2 separate regions of the Mus musculus genome follow, and region 2 is linked to region 1. A link is a contact called in public HiChIP or PLAC-seq data. All regions are on one chromosome and are shown on one strand. The core of a region is the stretch at or near the end of the contact, and the rest is flanking DNA. Distances in the headings are between cores, read along the strand shown.

The links. HiChIP or PLAC-seq counts read pairs in DNA pulled down with a chosen protein or histone mark.
Region 2: a contact with region 1 is called in an H3K27ac HiChIP or PLAC-seq map of extraembryonic endoderm stem cells. The contact joins two enhancer-like sites. A contact is called at or near these places in 1 of 15 datasets of contacts at CTCF or cohesin (the NIH/3T3 cell line), 8 of 484 Hi-C or Micro-C datasets (B cells, CD4 T cells, bone marrow-derived macrophages and 5 more), 17 of 115 datasets of contacts at active chromatin or transcription factors (bone marrow-derived macrophages, embryonic basal ganglia, embryonic forebrain and 10 more) and 4 of 9 other capture datasets (adipose tissue, embryonic stem cells, liver and 1 more).

What each region holds. Positions count from the first base shown.
Region 1 is chr16:89,865,955-89,871,418 of GRCm38.p6, reverse strand. Tiam1 (T cell lymphoma invasion and metastasis 1) reads left to right here. Exons shown (of 28, transcript NM_009384.3): 7 at 3,685-3,909. Among named protein-coding and RNA genes, the nearest start is that of Gm52239, 74 kb to the right of the region's middle. Within about 2 kb of position 3,733, at least 7 of the 459 cell types and tissues checked have an H3K27ac peak or open chromatin away from gene starts, as enhancers often do. A contact at or near this core is called in extraembryonic endoderm stem cells, where this site is marked.
Region 2 is chr16:90,195,211-90,200,371 of GRCm38.p6, reverse strand. Gm35714 (a long non-coding RNA gene) reads left to right here. Exons shown (of 3, transcript XR_003951898.1): 2 at 2,324-2,482; 3 at 2,575-3,059. Among named protein-coding and RNA genes, the nearest start is that of Gm35714, 6.0 kb to the left of the region's middle. Within about 2 kb of position 3,446, at least 40 of the 459 cell types and tissues checked have an H3K27ac peak or open chromatin away from gene starts, as enhancers often do. A contact at or near this core is called in extraembryonic endoderm stem cells, where this site is marked.

The DNA of each region.
Region 1 (5,464 bases), core at 2,484-4,983:
TTTATAGCATCCACAGAAGGCAGCAGAAGAGTCACATTCTCTACCTGGCCACTGTCATAGAGTGACGTAGGGGATGGCTGTCAAGGTGGGCTGTCCAGGGTGGCCGGGCGAGGGTGAGCCAGGGTGTACGGGTAGGTGTGGGGGTCTCTCCTTCCTACCTTTGTGGCCCCTGGACTTGGGTGATGAGCAATCTCTTAGATCATGTCTCTGACATTTGCCTCCTATAAGGTTAGTGGGCTGAGCCACTTTCCCAAGTGTAAGGCTTTAGACTTCAGTTTATAGAGAGGCCACCCTGGACTCCGCTGTATTACGTTAGTAGTCTGCTGGGGTCATCTCAGAACTCTGGAGCCCATGAACTGATGAGGTATTTCAAGACTTTTCTCCACAGAGGTAGCTGCCGAGAGTAGTCAGCACGAAGGTTTCCCACCCTCTCATCAGGACCAGGCTCCCTTGAGCCGAGGACCGACTTTACTCAAGAGCCCATTTAGTGAGTTGTTCTGCTCTGAAATGAATTCAGCTTAACGACGGGGAATGTTTTATTTAGACAGGACAGCGGGAGCAAAATTTCTCACTAATGGAAACGCCTTCAGCCACTTAGATGGCTAAGACATGTCAGTGGTTAAAGGGGCTGATGGCTAAAAGTCTCTTAAACCTGCCGTCACATGTGTCTCTGGCTATAGGGGACTGACATTTTCCTCTGCCTTTGATTGTATTTTATTTATTTTTTCATGTATGTGCCAGTGCATTTGTGTGTTTAAGCCAGGGAACAGGAGCCATCCACTTTTATTTTATTTTATTTTAGAGACAGGGCCTTTTCATTGTCCCAGAACTCTCTGATTAGGCGAGGCTAGACTGGCCATCAAGCCTTTTGGTCTCCTGTGACTGTCTTCTGGCACTGAGCTTACAGGCATGCACCCCCACACTCAGCTCTGCCTTGGGAACGCTGGGTAAGCAACACTAAGCTAAAACCCTGCTCCCACCCCCTTCATCCCACTTCTTAAAGGAGAGATGGATGGAGGTAGCCTGTCTGACATCAGAACGAATGACCCTGCCCATGGCTGAGGTGGGCTGAGGTCCTCATAGGAGGAAGCAGAACTGATTCCCCTTTCTTTAATTCCAGTCTCTGGGGAATCTGCTACCCCCTTCTGGCCTCCTCCAGTACAGCACACACGGTGCACAGACATACCTGTAGATAAAACACATGCAAAAAATAAAAATAAATAAATCCCTCTTTTGAATGCTGCTACCATGTGTGTTCTGGCTCAGTTTTGCTGAGCATATGAATATGTTCAGTTGGTTCTATACCGTGAATTCATATAGTGGGCCACAAGGCGTCTGCGTACCCAGCTTTAGTCGGTTGTACATAACTGCTTTCTGAAGCATTTATTCCCACTCCGAGCAGCCAGAAATGCCAAGTGCACGGGGCCTCAAGCTGCCCTAAATGTTTGCCAACACCGGAGTTACTGGTTTCTTTTGTAGAAAATAATCCACGTTATTACTTTTCCATCTGAGTTGATTCTTTCACTAACAAAAATAAAAATGTGACCAGGCTTGGTGGCTCACCCTGGTAATCCCGTAGTCACTTGGGAGGCCAAGGATAAAAGATCAAGAGTTTGGGCCACCTAAGCTGTCTTAACCTGTCTCTGAAAACCAGCCCAGATAAACAAATAAAAATCAGGAAACATAACTCAGCCAATCAAAGCAGCCTCTCTTGGGGGGACGGGGGTGGGGCTGGGGGGGCAGGGCTCAGACAGTGCATCAGCCTGGCAGTGGCTGGAGGGGGTCACTGTTTGTGGGAGGAGCTTAAACTCTTTCAGGGGAAAGGTGTAAGACAAGGAACTTGACAGGGAAGATAAGGCTAAGTTCTTCAGGAGTCGGTGTTCTTGCTTCTATGCAGAAGGCAACTCCTTGCCCATAATTACCATGATTACCCCTCGGAGTCGCCTGTGGCCGTAGTGCTCCCACCTCATGCTCTCTCCCTGCTCAGTCTGCAGAAATCCATTCCATCTGCTCGCCAGTCACTCTCTCTGTCCAGTTCTGAGCACGTGCAGACAGACGATGGAAGTCTTTATCCGCAACGCGTTTCTCTTTATAAGCACAGCAACCATCGAATCTTTCAGGCTTCTTAGCTGGTTTTCTCGCAAGACATTTTTAATATTGGACGCTATTTCTTTGGAGGAATACAAAGCTTTCGGATTCAGGATGATTATCGATGGCTTCTGTTGTCCTTTAACTAAAATTTCCATTCTTAGGCACCGAGGAATAATATGCTGGAGGGGGGCAGGGGTCCTGATAAGAATTTTGTTGGTAAGCCAACCAGCGAGTTAGGTAAAAATACAGATTACTGCCCTGCAAGGGAAAAATGATGGCAGCAGCCACCTTAGTGTCGCAGTGACTGAGCCAGTCATTTCTTCAGCTAAGCTAAACCCGGTGCCTTTACGGAGTTCTTTGGGCTTAAGGGAATACCTGGAAAAGTTCGTCATCTCCATTTTTACAAATATTTCCTGACTGATCTCCTAGTTTTGAAAAAAGTGTTTTTATTAATATTTTGGAGAATTTTATATAACCTATTTTGATTATACTTGCCCATCCCCCAACTCCTCCAGATCTTTTTCCACCTCCCTCCCTACCCACCTGTCTGTCTGTCTATCTGTTTGTCTCTTCCCACGCCATCTCTAACTTCCTCTTTGTCTCTCTTTTAACCCATTGAGTCAAGTTTGTGTTGGAGACTGCTCCTTGGTGTGGAGCCTGCTCACCCTGGAGTATGACTGATAAACCAGATGTCTCATCGTTAGAGCAAAGAGATGCCCCTCTCACAGCAGCAGTCAAATACCAGTAGCTCCCCGGCTAGGCTGAGCTAGGGGTGAGCTAGGCTGAGCTAGGGGTGAGCTAGGCTGAGCTAGGGGTGAGCTAGCCTGAGCTAGGGGTGAGCTAGGCTGAGTTAGCCTGAGCTAGGCTGAGCTAGGGGATGAGCTAGCCTGAGCTAGGTTGAGCTAGGGGTGAGCTAGCCTGAGCTAGGTTGAGCTAGGGGTGAGCTGGGGTGAGCTCGGGGTGCCTACTCCACCCTTTCATCCTGGGGATTTGGTCTGGTTTGAGCTTGTACAGATCATGTGAATTTTTTAATAACAAGTTATCACATGAGTTTTTGCCCCCAAATGTTGCCACTTTTGCCTTGCAGAGCATCTTTGTCTTATGCTATCCCTATTTGGGGGTCACCTGTCCCTTGGCATGGGCCACATAATGCTCTCAAGTGTTCTCGTTAAACAAACAAGCTGTTGGTGGTTTGTGAGTGGCTCACTGCTGCACATGGATGCATTCCTGGAGACCTGGAGGCTGTACTGGTCCTGGCCGCCTTGAGCCTCTCCTTGCCCTGGTTTTGATAGAGCTGCTTAAGACTGGGTGCGTTGGTTGTTAGCATGCAGCTTGTTCAAGGGTGCTGTTTGAGGGGGTGTGGTGTGGGGTTGGGGTTAGCCCTCCTTTGTGGATTTCTAGAAGGGGTGTGTTAAGGTAGGTTTGTGTGTGTGTGTGTGTGTGTGTGTGTGTGTGTGTGTGGTCGGTCTGTCTGTCTTGTCTGTCTGTCTAGACCTGACACCTGGCCTCAGAGACACTGCCTCCCGGGACTCACTGCTAGTTTCTGTGACCTTGTATGAAGAGGCTTCTTCTCCCTGCTCCCTTCTCCTGTAGACCACGAGCCAGACAGAGCTGGAGAACTGGATCACCGCCATCCACTCTGCCTGCGCAGCTGCCGTCGCAAGGCACCACCACAAGGAGGACACGCTCCGCCTCCTCAAGTCGGAAATCAAGAAGCTGGAGCAGAAGATCGACATGGACGAGAAGATGAAGAAGATGGGGGAGATGCAGCTGTCTTCCGTCACCGACTCGAAGAAGAAGAAGACCATCCTAGACCAGGTGACCGACCGCCTTTGTGCGTCTGGAGCGGGCCAGATTTGTTAGCGCTTTTGTTTTTTTGTTGCTGTCTGGGGATCCTGAAACAGCTTCTGTTCTCTCGGAGACAGCCTGTCACCCAGACTGGTAAACTCTTTATTGTGACTGTCAGATTTCCTCGCCCTTTGTTCAGAGTTGATTGTTTTTGCGCTGACGGGAACGATAAGACATTGAACAGAAGGCAGAAATGGGAGGGGAGGGCCTTCCGAATCCTTCCAGTCCACGTGTTTCCAGGGGAATCTGTGCCATTTGAAATCTATGATGTCCTTCCTCACCTTATCATAGGGCTCACCTGTGCGGAGGATTCCTGGCTCCTCAGTGAACTCACATTTAAAAAGTGACGGGTGTTTCTCAAAGTCCACTCAGCTCGCCCTCACTACACATTGGGAATTGGTTTCAAGAACCTTGCAGAATCCCAAATCTGTGTGTGCCCTGGTCCTTGACATAAAAGATGGCGTCGTATGTTTTCATAACCCATCCCTGCATCATTTGTGGTACCTGGTAGATATGTTATGTAAATAATTGCTGTGCTGTGGTGTTTAAGGAATAATGACAAGGCAAAAGTCTGTACGTGGTCACTATAGCTATAGGGTACAGAGTGCCCTTTGTTCTATTCTTTCTGTTATTGGTTGCTGTAAATTCACAAAGCAACTCACAAGGCAAATTCGCATAGCAAAAAAACCATTTGAATCGAACAACAGCTTAGCGGTCAGCGCATGTGAGATATTAGGTGCCACTTCCCACATCCAGTTCTAGAAGGAACCTAACTCCGTGTTTGCCTCCCTCAGCCTCTGGCTCCCTGTCTTGAGAGGTTTCCCTTTGAGTTGTTCCCTAATAATGTATTCGCTTAGTATGCGACCCTTTCGCCTGCCTTCTTCCCTTAGCAGGGCCTCTTGGAGTTGATGTGCACCCCCTCGCTTACACATCGGCACACCTTCCTCCTTCGGGCCCCGTTCCTTATTCCCTGTCCAGACACACCCCTGGACCGTCTCTCCTTAGATGAGCATTTGAGCCATTTGCAGCTTCTCGGCTGCTGGGAATACTGCCGTCACGAGCGTCTGGGTTCTCACGGAGTTTTACCAGAGATTAGAAAGGGAGATGTCACTGATGACCCCTCAGCTCTCACGTTGTCCTTTTTGAAAATTTGACTTTAAGTGTGTGAGTGTCGTTTGTGGCGTGTCTGGGCATCGCGCACATTCTTGGTGCCCACAGAGGTTAGAAGAGGGCATCGGAACCGCTAGAGATGAAGTTATAGGCAGTCATGAGCTGTCCCGTGGGTGCTGGGAACAGACCCCGGGTCCTGTCAGAGCAACAAGAGCGTTTAGCTGCTGAGTCATCTCTCCAGCCCCAGGAGCTTACAGTCTGTGTCAGCGTGTTATTCTTGAATGCACCTCACCCCTCTGTGATCTTGCTTGAATGTCATATCAGTAGCTAGAGGATATCTTGCCACTTTGAGTGACAGAGACACGTGTGTGGGCACTAGCTGTGGGTGGGACCCCTTACCCAGTATCTGGGTCTC
Region 2 (5,161 bases), core at 2,197-4,696, 330 kb before region 1:
AAGACAAGGAGACGAAGGCCGTGGGATGGGTACATACAGTGGAGTGCCACTCAACCTTCTAAAAGAATTCAGGACCACCAAGGTGGCTCAGAGGGTAAAGGTACGTGCTTCAGGGCCTGACAAGCTGAGTCCACCCCTAGACCCCACAAGGTAGCAAGCACACGCACAGGTATGTTCTTAAAAAGTCAAAACTCTACAATATAAAACAACATAGATGAACCTTGTGAGCGCTGTGCCAAGTGAACCAGGTCTGTCACAGGAGCCCTGTGATTCCATTTCCAAGTCTACCTGAAGAAGGCAGATTTACTGAATCGGAGGTGCAAGGAGCTTTTTCCTCGTCTAGGAATGGTATCTAGAGGCACAAGATGTAGTCCAGCGTTCTCAGAACAATGGGTTTTCCTACAACACAACCCCCCAACAAAGCAAAGCTGTTCAAACCCTGCTTAGAACATGTGTAGAATTGGTGTCCTTAAGCTGTCTGTGGTGGTGCTTGCGTGCAATCCCAGCACCCTGGAGACAGAGGCACAAGCCTGGGGTGTATAATAAAATCTGTTCCCCAAGAAACAAGGGAGAGCCGTGCTTACCTCCCTACCAGGTTAACTCTGAACGTGTATCACTCTTTTAAGTTATTAGTGGCTTGTGTTTAGGTTCAATGTGTTTAAATACTGCTTTGGCCCCTAATTTAGAGATGTCATCAATGCTTCTCACACATACATATATCATACATACACACACACACACACACACACACACACACACACACACAAAGTCACCCAAAGCTCTGACAGTGACCTTGGCTGTCACTCAGAGTGTGCTGGCTGGCAGAGAGGGGACTCACCTCCAGCAAGCACCAGTGGTGGTCGCGCTGGGCTAGGGCACACTATGAGTAGGGGGAATGAACTGAGAGGCACGTGGTTTCCCTCTGCATGACCACGGCAGTGAATCTCAGCTCTCCAGCGGAGTTAGCTTCCCTGAGTGGTTATGTAACCTGTTACACAACAGTCGCTACAATGTACAACTGCCTCTTGCCGCAAGAGATGGTTAGAAGACTGCGCCCCAGGTCCTGCAAGTTTCCATCCTCCATTCTGAAACCTGAGGCCACCACGGCTTTGTTCTGTACAGAGGAGAACTTGTAGTTTATGCAGCAGTCCCCTTGTGTCAGGAGTCTTTGCGCCTGGCTCTGCACACATCATTGCATTTGACCCTCAGTCTCCCCTGAAAGGCTGTGCGTGCGTGTATGCGTGTGTGCGTGTGCAGACACGAGCGTGTACAGAGGCATATGTATCAAGGAGCACATGTGGAGGGCAGAAGAAAGCTTTCAGGAGTCACTTCCCCATTTCACAATTGATTTCAGGGATCAGACTGAGGAATTAGTCTCAAGTGGCAAATGCTTTTCTCTGTGTCTACCCAGTGGTGGAGGAGAAAGATTCCCATCACCACTTCCAGGGCTGGGGAGACTGAGGCTCCAACTCACGAAGTGTGTGCCTAAGGTCGGACACCTAGAACTCAGGCTCTGTCTGCTGAGGAGACTCGTGGAGCCTTTTTCAGGAGACTGAAAATGCTATTTTTAGGTCGTGATAACACTGTAGCTTCTTCCTCTTCCTCATATCTTCCCTCTTCTTTTTTTTTTTTTTTTCCTTTGGGTTTTTTTTTGGGGGGGTGAGAGATAATTTTGTAATTATATTTATGTACAGAGAACTTAGTGTGCGTTTAACCCAGTTTAGTGGCGAATTCTTTAGCCTTTGCCTTTTCCACTTGGCAATGCGAGCCACAGACTTAGAACCCAGGATGTTGCCTCCCCAGTGGCAGCAGATCTCATCCTATCTGTCATTGTAATTGGTCTTAATAGCTTCCACCATCTTAGCCAGAGCACCCTTGTCTTCCGAGTTAACCTGTGTGAAGGCAACAGTGGTGCGTGTCTTCCTGTGGACCAGATGCCCCAGCCTGGCCTTTCCCTTGATGATGCAGTAGGGCATCTGTCCAGGGCCTGGGGGAACTGGTTAATGGCAGGAGGTACTTTGAGTCGCTTATAGAGGATGGCTCTTTGCCGCTGCAGCCTGATGTAGCGGGGCCATTTGGTGAAGCGTGTTGGATCTCTTTTGGGCTGGATATCCTGTCTAAGTTCTTGGGCCTTTTCTCAAACAAAGGATTGACCACCTCTTCTGTTTCCTCACGATGGGGGGTGGGGATCACCTTCTTCCCCTTGGCCTTCTTCCCCTTGGGCATCTTGCTTGGCTGGAGGAGAGGGAGTTTGTTTGTTTGTTTGAATTGTTGTCTCATGTAGCCCAGGCTGGCCTCAAACTGTTGATCCTCCTACCTCCAGCTCCAAGGGCTAGAACTGCTGGTGTGTGCCGTCACGCTGGGCCTTTTCCTCTTGTGTATCGCATGGCAAACCACAGAGCTTGGTTACAGACACACAGATCATGACTAACGCAGCTCCAGTCACCTACCCCACACCCTAAGTCGAATGCTGCTCTGCCCTGTAAGTATCCTCCGCTCCACCCTCCACCGTACAGTCTGGGGCCTGGTTGAGGGCTGAGTCTCCCTTCTCAATCTTCTCCGTTCTCCCAACAGCACCACCCTCTGGTGACCAGGCTGCTAACACAGGCGTCTTTGGGAGGCGGTCCAGAGCCCAGCGATTTTCCCTGGAAGATTAGAGGCGAACTGAAATCTTAAAGGGGCAGAGGGTAGGCTCAGAACTAGGGAGAAGAGAAACGTGCCAGGTCCTCCTTGAGGTCAGTCCAGGTTGGGGCAAAAGCGCACCACTGCCAGTTCCTCCAACCCTCCACACGGCCCCAGCGTTTCCTCCGATCTCCGCCCCGCCCACCTCCGCCCCGCCCCCGCTCCTGCTCCTCCAGATGATAAGCCTTGGCTTCCTTCCTGTTGAACTTTGCCCTAGTGGTGGTGCGGTCCTTTCCCACTACCAATATAGCAAAGATAAGAAAGTGAGTACAGGGGTGAGCCCACACCGACTGCACAGGCTGCAAGCCGAGTGAGGTTCCCTCACTCTGAATGCAGCTTGACACCACAGTTGGGTTGGCTTTTCAGACTCCCCCCAACCCCCCCCCCCCCAACCCCGAACTTGCCCTAGGTGTCCTCTGTGCAATCAGTCAGGAACAGGACTGGAACCAGCAATCAATGGGCTCCAACCAGCACTTTGCTTCTACATGGACAGCACAGAGAAAAACTCCAGACGTGACTTCTCTGTCCTTGGAACTTACTGCATTTCTGTCTTCATAAAGTTCACCTATGTGTCCCCTGTGCCTTGTCTTCCCCTTCTGGGATGTTCACATTCTATTTCCCAGTCATGTTTTGTAGTCAAATTGGATTTCCCTTTCTGTGGGCACAGAAACTCACATAAATCCAATGTGATGGCCCGCAGGGCACACACTTACAACAGTGGGTTGCAGAGAGAGTAGATTGTGCAATAAAGAATTCTAAACCTTTGTCCTCAGCTCCTGGGAAACCATATCTCGACTCTTGGGATGACCTGTCTGATAAGAGTGCTGTTAGCTGTACGCCCTTGCGTAATGCCCTATAGTCTAATTTATGGTGAGAGATTTGGACAAGAAATATCAGCCTGACCCCGGAAGTGATTAAAAACTGAGGAGACCAACCGATGGGTCAGCTGCCATGTCCATAAGACTCAACTGTGGCACACTTCTGCCCTGTGCCCTGTCACACTCACTCACACTGTAGCACACTCCTGCCCTGTCACACTCACTCACACTGTGGCATACTCCTGCCCTGAGACTGTCACACTCACAGTCACACTGTGGCACACTCCTGCCCTGTACTCTGTCACACTCACAGTCACACTGTGGCACACTCCTGTCCTGAGACTGTCACACTCACAGTCACACTGTGGCACACTCCTGTCCTGAGACTGTCACACTCACAGTCATACTGTGGTACACTTCTACCCTGTGCTCTGTCACACTCACACTGTGGCACACTCCTGCCCTGCACTCTGTCACACTCACAGTCACACATTTTTTCCAAAAACATTCAATATCACCTAAGACTTCGCTGGTTAAGGACGCAGGGAAGCTTTGCATATGAAACTGTTTTTCCCTCCTTGGATGCTGTCAATCTTTGTCCTTTTGTTTTTTAAAAAAATCATAACTGTAAATATAATTGCTGCCATGTCGTGAACTACTGAATGTAGAAGTAGTAGTGAAACCCTGGCCCTTACTGTCATGAGACATGAGAGAGATCTTGGGAACCAGTGCCCAAAGTCTTTAGTCTTGGGCTAGGACTCTGAACATGTGACTCTAGTCTTGGATTTTCCACTTTCCAGGTAAGCCTTTTGCTCTCTCTGAATCTCCTCATTTCCTCCTTACTGGGAAGACATTATCTGTGTGCCTCCAGGAAGAGGTGCTGTGGGGACTGAGACAGAAGTGGCCAGCTCCATGCAGATGCCATGGTTCAGCACAAGTGTACTGCTTGCCCACTTATGTAGAGGCACATTTGATGACTGTGGCCATGAAGAGCCCATTCCTGTAAGCTGACTAACCACTTCTCTTGTCTGGGGGGAAGAAAAGGAATTGAATATTCCCTGAAGAATAATACTCAAAGCCCAAAAAAAGCCCCTTGTTGGAATTAAGGCCTCTGGGGGCATTTTCACGGTGAATGCCAGCTCTGCACATACGAGAAAACCCCCGAGGTTAGATCAGTTACACTGCACTTGTTGTCCAGCAGAACGGTAATGCCATTGTGTGCTTAGTCTTGAGAATACAAAACAATATGAGGTCTGTAGAGTAGACAAGGAATCCAGGAATCCGAAACGGTATGACAAAGCAGAACTCTCGCTTCAAGATACTTAGGAACTATGAAAATGATCAATAGATGATGGACAGGCAGACATCGGCCTGAAATAAGCTACTATATGTAATTTGTAACTCCAAAAATTCTTTAAACCGTGTCCATATGTAAAAATGTCTTTTGAATAAATTATAGCGTGTCTCACAGTGGAGTACCACATCGCTACAAAAAAAAAAAACGAATGAAGGGGTGGCAAGATGGTTCAGTGAGCTTGCTTTATAGCCCTGGAACTCACTATGTAGCCCAGGCTGGCCTCACAGTAATCCTCATGCCGCAGCCTTCCAAGTACCGGGACTAAGGGGTGAGCCAGCACCCTCTCTTCTCTTTATTCTCTCCT